Regions from separate parts of the Muntiacus reevesi genome. Here region 2 is linked to region 1. A link is a contact called in public Hi-C data. All regions are on one chromosome and are shown on one strand. Each heading gives the region's core, a stretch centred on a gene start, on an enhancer-like site or on the middle of the called end of the contact. The rest is flanking DNA. Distances are from core to core; before and after follow the strand shown.

What was found. A called contact is a pair of places that touch in the nucleus more often than the background predicts.
Region 2: a Hi-C map of blood shows a contact between it and region 1, with 2.3 times the contacts expected there. The contact joins the promoter of XRRA1 here to the promoter of RPS3 in region 1. A contact is called at or near these places in 2 of 3 Hi-C or Micro-C datasets (blood and muscle).

The regions. Positions count from the first base shown.
Region 1 is chr9:36,774,910-36,780,449 of mMunRee1.1, reverse strand. RPS3 (ribosomal protein S3) reads left to right here and starts at 1,555. Exons shown (of 7, transcript XM_065944865.1): 1 at 1,555-1,672; 2 at 2,485-2,615; 3 at 2,874-2,967; 4 at 4,493-4,587; 5 at 5,355-5,540. The coding sequence starts at 1,643. LOC136176119 (small nucleolar RNA SNORD15) reads left to right here and starts at 2,215; the gene lies at 2,215-2,364.
Region 2 is chr9:37,138,584-37,143,679 of mMunRee1.1, reverse strand. XRRA1 (X-ray radiation resistance associated 1) reads right to left here and starts at 2,877. Exons shown (of 18, transcript XM_065944144.1): 1 at 2,717-2,877. It overlaps SPCS2 (signal peptidase complex subunit 2), which reads left to right and starts at 3,044. Exons shown (of 5, transcript XM_065944563.1): 1 at 3,044-3,193. The coding sequence starts at 3,080.

The DNA of each region.
Region 1 (5,540 bases), core at 306-2,805:
GCCACAATTTTGATAGATTTTCTATATTTTTAAGAAAAATGTAAAACAGTTTTGTAAAGAAATTTTCTAATGTTTTAAATAGAAACAAACTTCAGATTTAAAATGAAAGTGTTCATCACAAGGAAACTTTTTCTGTTTTCAATTTATTTTTGTGTCTATATGAGATGATGGGTGTTAGCTGAATCTTTTGTGGTAATCATTTCATGATATAAGTAAATCAAGCCATTATGTTGTGTGCCTTAAACTTATACATTGATGTATGTCAATTATTTATCAATAAAACTGAAAAAAAAACTATTGGGGAGGTTTAAGGCATGAAACGTGCTGATGTCTGAAAGTAACTTTGAAATGTATCAAAAGATGCATTGTTGGGTGGATAGAGGAAAGGATAAATATGTGATAAAGCAAATATGGAAAAAATGTTAATTGCAGGACCTAAGGGATGCATATATGGGTGTACACTGTAAAATTCTTTCAACTTTTCTGTATGTTTGAAATTTTTTGTAATAAAATCTGTAAGGGGAAATTTTTTTAATTGAAAAAGAATTGCGAGCCACTATCGTGACTTCTGTTACAAGCTGTGACAGACTTTATGAATGTGAGGTAGAGGTAATGAATTAATAATATAAAGGTCCTAAAACAGTCCTTAGAATATTTAATACATATTATATATATTATTATTATCAGTTTGCAACAGAGGAAATGGACACAAATTGGAAGAGATATGTGCCTCACTGAATTTCATTGAGGGCTTTCAGCCGAAAAGCCCTTTTATTTTTTTATTCTTTTATTTCATTAAAGAATAAAGTGAGCAGATGAGTGTGTGTTTATACCTGGTTTTAAACTGATGAGAACTGGACTCTAAACTCTGAATTTTTTAAGCTCTGATTGAGATATTGGCTCCTCTTGTCTATGGGATTTTCCAGGTAAAAATACTGGAGTGGGTTGCCATGCCCTCCTCCAAGGGATCTTCCTGACCTAGAGATCGACCCCTCATCTCTATGATCGAACCATCATCTCTCTCTCCTCCATTTGCACGTGGGTTCTTTACGACTAGTGTCATCTGGGAAGCCCCAGGTTTCTGGATATGGTTGTTGTTGTTCAGTCGCTCAGTTGTGTCCAACTTTTTGCGACCCCATGGGCTGCAGCACGCCAGGTTTCCATGTCCATCGCCATCTCCCGGAGCTTGCTCAAACTCATGTCCATTGAGTCGGTGACGCCATCCAACCATCTCATCCTCTGCGTCCTTCCCTTCTCCTCTGCCTTTAGGCTTTCTAAAGGCAGTATCAGCGTCTTTTCCAATGAGTCAGCTCTTCGCATCAGATGGCCAAAGTATTGGAGTTTCAGCTTCAGCATCAGTCCTTCCGATGAATATTCAGGATTGATTTCCTTTAGGATTGACTGCTTTGATCTCCTTGCAGTCCAAGGAACTTTCAAGAGTCTTCTCCAACACCTCACAGTTCAAAAGCATCAACCCTTGCACCGCGCTTTTCTCTTTCCTTTTACCAAAGTGAAAACTACACTTCCCATGAACGCTCACAGGCGTCGAGGTCGCGCAGTTCTTTGTCGTCGCACAGCGCCCTTTATACGCACTTCCGCCCGCTTGCCACTTCCTTTCCTTTCGGCGGCTCGCGGCGGCAAGATGGCCGTGCAAATTTCCAAGAAGAGGAAGGTGAGATCCTGGGGCCCGGTTGCAGGGAACTGTCGCGTTTCGCGGGTCAGGAGCTTCTCTGGGTGCTATTGCGAGACCTACAGCTCTTCGCTATACCCGGGGCAGCGGTTGGACTGTGTCGCTTTCCTGTGGGCTGCGGATGGCGGTGGATTGAGCGCAGGCCCGTGGCTGCCGAGAGCAGTATGGCTGGGATAGGAGGGACGGATTTCTGCCGGTTCCGGGCGGAGACCAGAGATGAGCACTGAGGGCTCCTCGTGCCCTGGAGGAGCGCTTGTGAGCCTTTCTTAGTCAGTAGTTAGTAAAGTTAGTAAACGTGATGTTTTGAGGGCATGAGCCTTTTCCTTCATCGAATCATAGCTTTGAGAAAGGGAGGTAGCAGTGTTTTCTTGCCTTCTTCCCAGGCGTGTCTGGGTGCAGCCTTCTGACCCCGAGGACCTCAGTTGGGAAGGTTACTGACAATTTCTTGTTCTATCTGGGGGTCAAGGAAAAGTTCTGGGGAAATAGAGGGAAGGGGCCTGGGTAAAACGGTTTAATTTAAAACCCTTCAATGAAGAGGAGATGACGAGTCTGACTGGAGGTGTTCTCTTTGTCCAGGTGCCCCCTACCCTGTGCCGCGTTCTGTGGCACAGTTTTAAGGGCCTGGGTCAAAGTTAACTTCCAGAAGATGACGTAGAGGCATTTGTCTGAGAAGGGTTGCTGTATTTCCTCTGGAACGTTGGTTGGAGGTGTTGAATTTTGATTAGGGTTGCATTGACTGGGCTAGAAAAGTGATCCTATGTCCAGATCCTGATTTTCATTTTACTTTTGGTTAGTTTGTCGCTGATGGCATCTTCAAAGCTGAACTGAACGAGTTTCTCACTCGGGAGCTGGCTGAAGATGGGTACTCTGGAGTTGAGGTCCGAGTTACGCCAACCAGGACAGAAATCATTATCTTGGCCACCAGGTAAAAAATTCATTTTTTCTGGTCATCATGTGTAATTGTTATCTGCTCTAAGGTGATTTGTTTTGTAAACTTAGCAGAACAACAATTGAGTCTTAGTGAATGAGTTTTTAAGCTGCATTAAAAAAAATGATCTCTTAATTCTTGTCATCCAAAATTTATACTTCTTTGTGTCAGATGAATTGCCACACATGTGCAAGATTTAAAACTACATCTGTAATGTTATGAGAGCTGTGAATTGTTGCTCTTCATTTTTCTCAGGACACAGAATGTACTTGGTGAGAAGGGCCGGCGGATCCGGGAGTTGACTGCTGTGGTTCAGAAGAGGTTTGGCTTCCCTGAAGGCAGTGTAGAGGTGAGTGATCCTGGCTTGTGCCAGAGGCTACTGTGGGCCTAGAAATGGCTCTTCAGGATGGTGCTGTGCTGTGCTTTGTCACTTAGTCGTGTCCAACTCTTTGTGACCCCCATGGACCCAAGGCTTCTGTCCATGGGGATTCTTCCAGGCAAGAATGCTGGAGCTGGTTGCCATGCCCTCCTCCAGGGGATCTTCCCAACCGAGGGATTGGACCCAGGTCTCCCACTTTGCAGGCAGATTCTTTACCATCTGAGTCACCAGGGAAGCCCTCTTTAGGATGGTGCTTCTGAAAACTCCTATTATCACCCTGAAAAGTTACTTGTGATCAGTGAGTATTACAAATGGATTGGTATTTTGTTGAAGTTCTTTTAATAAGCAGGCAGCAGTAATTTATATCCATCTAGGATATAGTAATGATACATAGGAGAGATTGGCTGCCAATTGATCTCCATGATTTGGCTGTGGAAAGGTGAGGGTAGAAGAAAAATGAGGAATGGTTCACTTCAGTCTACGTCCCTGAGTGTGTGTTAGATGTGGGCATTAGAAGCGCTTTAATACTTTGGTAGTAGGGAAGTAGATGGGGAGACAGTGGAAACAGTGTCAGACTTTATTTTGGGGGGCTCAAAAATCACTGCAGATGGGGACTGCAGCCATGAAATGAAAAGACACTTACTCCTTGGAAGGAAAGTTATGACCAATCTAGATACCATATTAAAAAGCAGAGACATTACTTTGCCAACAAAGGTCTGTCTGGTCAAGGCTATGGTTTTTCCAGTGGTCATGTATGGATGTGAGAGTTGGACTGTGAAGAAAGCTGAGCGCCGAAGAATTGATGCTTTTGAACTGTAGTGTTGGAGAAGACTCTTGAGAGTCCCTTGGACTGCAAGGAGATCCAACCAGTCCATCCTAAAGGAGATCAGTCCTGGATGTTCATTGGAAGGACTGATGCTGAAACTGAAGCTCCAATACTTTGGCCACCTCATGTGAAGAGTTGACTCGTTGGAAAAGACCCTGATGCTGAGAGGGATTGGGGGCTGTAGGAGAAGGGGATGACAGAGGATGAGATGGCTGGATGGCATCACCAACTTGATGGGCATGAGTCTGAGTAAACTCCGGGAGTTGGTGATGGACAGAGAGGCCTGGCGTGCTGCGATTCTTTGGGTTGCAAAGAGTCGGACACGACTGAGTGACTGAAATGAACTGAATAGTACAGTGAAGGGCTTCCCAGGTGGCTTACTGGTAAAGAATCTGCCTGCCCGTGCAGGAGATGTGAGTTCAGTCCCTGAGTCAAGAAGAACCCCTGGAGGAGGGCATGGTAACCCATACCAGTATTCTTGCCTGGAGAATCCCAAGGACAGAGGAGCATGGTTGACTGTAATCAGTGGGGTTGCACACTCAGCCACTAAATGAGAACAAGTGTAGTGATACATAGAGTGGTGTCTGTTTGTATCATGAATGTGCTGATTTTTAGTTGAAAACAGTGGTGAGTGTAACAAGTTTAAGAATGTGCCTTGTTTCTTTAAAGCTTTATGCTGAAAAGGTAGCCACAAGAGGACTGTGTGCCATTGCCCAGGCAGAATCTCTGCGTTACAAGCTCCTAGGAGGCCTTGCTGTGCGGAGGTAAGAGCCCTTATGATTGTGTCCTTTTGTGAACCAGTATATCAGCTATTTTGTTAATTTAGTAAGTGGACTCTGTGACAGGCTCAGCTAGTCTCTGAGGACTTTAACAATAAGACATTGCCAATCCATGTTGTCACTAAACTGACAGCCTAGTTAGGAAGACTAGTAAAGACGCAAGTGTTTAAAACAAGTGGGTGGTGTTACAGTAGAGCACTATGTGCAAGCTGTGCTGTAGACAGGTTCCCATAGGAGGAATGCCGTAGGCAAGGATGTGCAGAAGACTGCATACCTGGTTTGACTGCCATCTCCACCATGTAGAACGGTGATTCTCAGAAGTTTGGTGCCTGGGCCAGCATCAGTGTTGCCAGTAAGAATTGATGAGAAATAAACATTTTCCGTTTCCAACCCAGACTCACTGAATTGGGGAGTCGGGGGAATACAGCCCAGCAACCTGTCTTGATAAGCCCTCCAGGTGAATTTTGTACACACTGAAGTTTGAGTGGTTCATTTTGACCTTGAGGCGATTCTATAATACGCAGCCAAGTTTGGAAAGCCCTTGATTAGGAGGAACTTGATGTGTTTCCCTAAGATGGCGTGTGGTGGGAGTGGAAGGTTTCTGTCTCTTGGGGCAGGCTCTGGTCACACTTCCTCCGCACTGAAGGGACACTGAACGTAGTCCGTGCAGGCTGCGGCCTGCTCTGAAGCGGGCGGGGTTGAGCGTTCTGCCTGGGGTGACACACGTGGCTCTGTCCCGTGTGTGCCCACAGGGCCTGCTATGGTGTGCTGCGGTTCATCATGGAGAGCGGGGCCAAAGGCTGCGAGGTCGTGGTGTCTGGGAAACTTCGAGGACAGAGGGCTAAGTCCATGAAGTTTGTGGATGGCCTCATGATCCACAGTGGGGACCCTGTTAACTACTATGTCGACACTGCCGTGCGCCATGTGCTCCTCAGACA
Region 2 (5,096 bases), core at 1,628-4,127, 360 kb before region 1:
GACCCGTCCGTCTTGGGTGGCCCTACACGGTATGGCTCATAGTTTCATTGAGTTACACAAGGCTGTGGTCCATGTGATCAGATTGGTTAGTTTTCTCTGGGGCCAGATAGATTAAATAGGAAGTGCGAATCACAAATTAGAAAGGAAACGATCATTTATACAACCATTTACACAAAATAAACTTATGCATGACAAAAGCAGCAAAGACAAAACTTAAAGACACAATCTGGGAAAAGATATTCACTAAGTATCCTGGAAATTACAGTTTCCTATGAGGAATACCAGATGAGAAGGTGAAGATTTATGACTAACGCGTTAGGAAGGGCACATAACCCTAAGGTTACAGAGTCTAGGAAGAAATCCCTAAGAAAAGTATGACATTTACCTGTGTGATGGAAAAAAGAAAGACCAAGTTCCAGACTTACAGGCTGCCTACCTGTTAGCTTCAGCCACCTCTCGTCTCTATCTCAAACGTGAAGCAGCTAATCTCAATCTGATGGTAGTGTCTCCCAGTTCCAAAATACACACATACACAGACTAATGCTTCTCATCTGCATACATTTGCTTTTTTTCCATCCCTCTAGCCTATCACACTTTTGCCCCTCTTCTTTGCCTGACTCATACAAAAAGCTTCCCTGTATATCCTCCTCCTTTGGTTGACTTATCTGTGCTACCATCTTACCCCACCTCTTAATGGAGGCACTGTGCCACACTATATTACAGTGGCCTGCTTACCTATCTGTTTCCCACTCCTCACAGCCCAACCTCAAGCTGGGAGCCTCTCATGGCCAGGCCTGGGTCCTAACCATATCTTTATCACCCATGCCTCATACAGGGTCTGGGCCACTGAAGAGGCACAACTGAGTGCTTACTGAACCAAACAGAACCATGAACACAATGCTATGGAGTTCTCCATTCTGTCTGCAAAGAAAGGAGGAGGATCGGGAAAGGTTTCACAGAGCAGGTGACATTAGAGCTGGGTCTTGAAACTCAACAAGTTATTAAAAGATAAACATGAAGCTACAGAGGCATCTGACTGGATTGCTTCACATAGATGAAGAAACTGCATCTAACATTTCCATAGTAAGTACTTAATTTGCTCAGGGATTTGGACATTTATATGAGGAATTTCAAGGGCTTCCCTTGAGCTCAGTTGGTAAAGAATCTGCCTACAAAGCAGGAGTCCTAGGTTCAATCTCTACGTTGGGAAGATCCCCTGGAGAAGGAAATGGCAACCTACTCCAGTATTCTTGCCTGGAGAATCTCAAGGACAGAGGAGACTGGCAGACTACAGTTCATGGGGTCGCAAGAGTCTATCACGACTTAGCTACTAAACCACCACGAGGAATTTCATAGGGATCAAAAACAAAAAAATGAGGCAATGTAGTAGCTAATAGTGTATTGGATCCTGTTACATGGTAACTCAGGGAACAGGTCTTTTCTGATCCCCTAGTATCTCTTAGTACAGCTGCAAGCAAGGTTGGTGCTCAATAAATATTGTGTAAAAAATTTAATAAAAATTTAGAATATTATTACATCCTAAAACTGCTGATGGGCATGAGTTTGAGTAAACTCCTGGAGTTGGTGATGGACAGGAAGGCCTGGCATGCTGTGATTCATGGGGTCGCAAAGAGTCGGACATGACTGAGCGACTGAACTGAACTGAACTGAAAACTGTAAAGGCAGAGAGGCAAAGGTGATATAGGCTGGGACCTGGGACCCTTTACTAGAGTGCTAGTACCTGGACAAACACCTCTTTGCACAGCAAAAAAATATTAATACAAATAAACTAGAAGGGACTAAAAATAACTGCATGCATGCACACGTGGGGCAAATTATGAACAATAACACATAAAAAGGCCAAAATCCAACTGCCACTTCTGAGGTGCCAGGAGCAAAAGTAGGATACTGTGCATGATCCCTGCACACAGCACCACAAAAGGTGTGGGCAGACCACAGTAAGCCACTCCTCACCCATTTGGCTCCCCACCCTCACCCCATTTAAAGGACAAGGTCACTCGCCACCCCCACACACAACTGTTTCTTGCTTTGCTCTCTGCTGCTGCAAGAGGAAAGTGAAAGTCACACAGTCGTGTCCGACTCTTTGCGACCCCATGGACTACACAATCCGTGGAATTCTCCAGGCCAGAATACTGGAGTGGGTAGCCTTTCCCTTCTCCAGGGGATCTTCCCTACCCAGGAATCAAACAGGGGTCTCCTGCAATGCAGGAGGATTCTTTACCAACTGAGTTATCAGGGAAGCCTACTGCAAGTGGAGTCCCAATAAAATATTGCCTGAATTCCTTGCTAGCCTCTTATCAATTTCTATTGATTAAAGAGTCCAAGGACCCCAGGTGGTAACAAAGGGAGCATGGCACGGGTTTGATGACACCTGACTGCTAAACTAGGTTCTGATCCATGCTATCTGGCCTTGGTTAAGTTCCTTAGTTTCCTCATCTAACTGTTCCGTCCGGGTACTAAATGAGGATGGATATAGAGGCACTGAAGACCGAGACAGCGCCTGGTAGGCAACAGGCACTCTGACTGTGAGTTCTCTGTATCACGAAAATAAGATGATAGTCACCAGAAAACCAGTAAGTGCAATAACAAGGCTAAAAAAGGATAAGGACGAGCTCCTACTCCCATCCTTGGGAAACACTACATGTGGAGCGGCGGAGACTCTAACCCCTCAGGCAAACTAAGTTTCCAGCCGCACCTGCCTCCGGCGTCGCTTCCGCCTCCGAGATGTCCGCGGGGGCGACGTCCCGGTCGGGCGGGATGCGCGCCTCTGAGCCTCTCGGGAATCTCGGAGCCGCTCCACCGTGGCGCCTGCCACCACCCTCTCCAACCTCTTAGTAACCGCGACGCGGCGGCTGGCCGAGAAGACGGCAACCGAAGGCTGGAGCTTCTAATTACTACAAGTCCCGGCAAGCCTCGCGGCCACTTCCGCTAGCAATTTCGCATCAGCCAGCTCCAACTACGGATCCCGATGGACTCCGCGCAGTACGTCACGGCGTCAGTCTCAGCCAATCGGCTTCGGACAAGTTTAGGAGGGGAGGGAAACGCAGAGGCAAGCAAGATGGCGGCGGCGGCTTCTCAGGGCGGGAGAGCCGGTGGTGGCGGAGGCAGTAGTGGGGCTGGCGGTGGCTCCGGCTGTGGGACAGGCAGTAGCCGTAGCGGCTTACTGGACAAGGTGAGAAGTCTATTCTTGAGGACAGTCGAAGCCTGGGGAGCGCCAGGGAGGCGGCGAACCCCTCTTCCCATCCTCGCCCCCCTTTTCTTCTGCGGCTTCTCAGAGGGAGTTCTCGTTGGCCCACGGTGGGAACCTTAAATGGTGCTTGTAGCTAGCTTCCTACATAGCTCAAACCTGGGCTCTCTCCTCTTGAGGACTTTGTTTCTTCTGGGAAGTGTTCCTCCTAAATGCTGGCCACTACAGCTTCTTAAGACAATTTAATTAGCCCCACATTTCAGAGCGCCATCGCTTTTCCTCGGTGGTGCTGGGGGGCCACTGTTGAATGTGTTCATTTCACGGACAGGGAAGATTGAATCTCGACTGAATGAAAGCAACTCTTCGAAGTTAGTAGTCTCCAAGCTCCCCACGACGACTGCCACACTTGCATGCTGCTGCAGATTCCAAAGTGCTCTTGGGTTTTTGCTTCCTGAAGTTTCTAGGCGTTTTATCCCAATACCTGAATACTGAACCTCGAGTACCGACTTCTCCTACGGCCTAACAAGAAGTCTTTAAGATTTATCTTTTTTTCCCCTTCTCCTTCTACACTCCCCCCCACCCCCGCACCTCCTCCCCCTCTTTCTCGCCTTGCTACCAGGCCAGGTGAATGTGTCTTGGGTGAATAGGAGGCATATGCTTGCTACCTGTTCACGCTGACCTCTTTTCCCTTTTCTCCATCCAGGTTTTTTTTTTTTTTTTTTAAATGCGGGCTTAGCAACAGGGACTTAAAGGAAAAATGAAAATTCTCCTGAGTTGGCCTTTCTTGCCCTTTACATAGCATTTTGAAAGAAACAATTGGGTGGAGATCCGGGTCCTAGTACTGCTTCTGCCTCTGATTAGTTGTGTGACCTTGAAATGTGCTTCTTCTCCCGGTGTCTTATTTCCTTATCTGTAAAATGAATGTATCCTAAGGTTTCTTCCAATTCTCTCATTGTAGGATCCTGGGTCAGTTTGATGAGAAATGATAAGCTTGGGGTTTTTAACATAGTCAGGATTGTTAACTTTTCATTGAAAACAGTTTTCAGACTTCTGTGTGTTTAACACCTGCTGAGTGCTTAAGAAATGAGTAGGTGATCATATTGAGGGGTTCCTATTGAGATCTTTTTGCTTCCCTTTTTGGGTGTAATTGGTTTTGAATTACACGGGCTTCCCTAGTGGCTCAGACAGTAAAGAATCTGCCTGCAGTGCTAAAGAATCTGCCTGTAAAGCGAGACCTGGGTTCGATCCCTGGGTGGGGAAGATCCCCTGGAGGAGGGTATGGCAACCCCCTCCAGTATTCTTGCCTGGAGAATCTATGGACAGAGGAGCCTGGCGGGCTACAGTCCATGGGGTTGCAAAAGTTGGACACGATTTAGCCATAAGTACAGCACCCTTTTAGGGCTTCCCAGGTGGCACAGTGGTAAAGAATCCTCTTGCCAGTGCAGGAGACACAGGAGGCTCAGGTTCAATCCCTGGGTCGGGAAGGTCCCCTGGAGTAGGAAATACTGTTCAGTATTCTTTGCCCGGGAAATCCCATAGACAGATGGGGTTTCCTGCTAAATCCCATTGGCAGGCTACAATCCATGGGGTCACAAACAGCCAAATGGGACTGAGCACACATAAATACATACATTCTTAACATTTAAGAGATAGGAACATGTTCTGGCCTGTTCTTATCCAGCAGTTGGGATGGGAAATTGCTCCAAGCTATGTGAAAGTATTGGGGATTGATGGTCATTGGGAATTGTTTTCCTGTTGGGTGAACACCTCATGGCCTGTGTTCATGCTGTCCCATTGAGTGCTCTTGCTTTTTCCTTCACTTCAAGCAGATATTAAGCATGGACAGTCTGCTAAGGCAGTGATTACTGAAAAGTAATAATATGAAGAA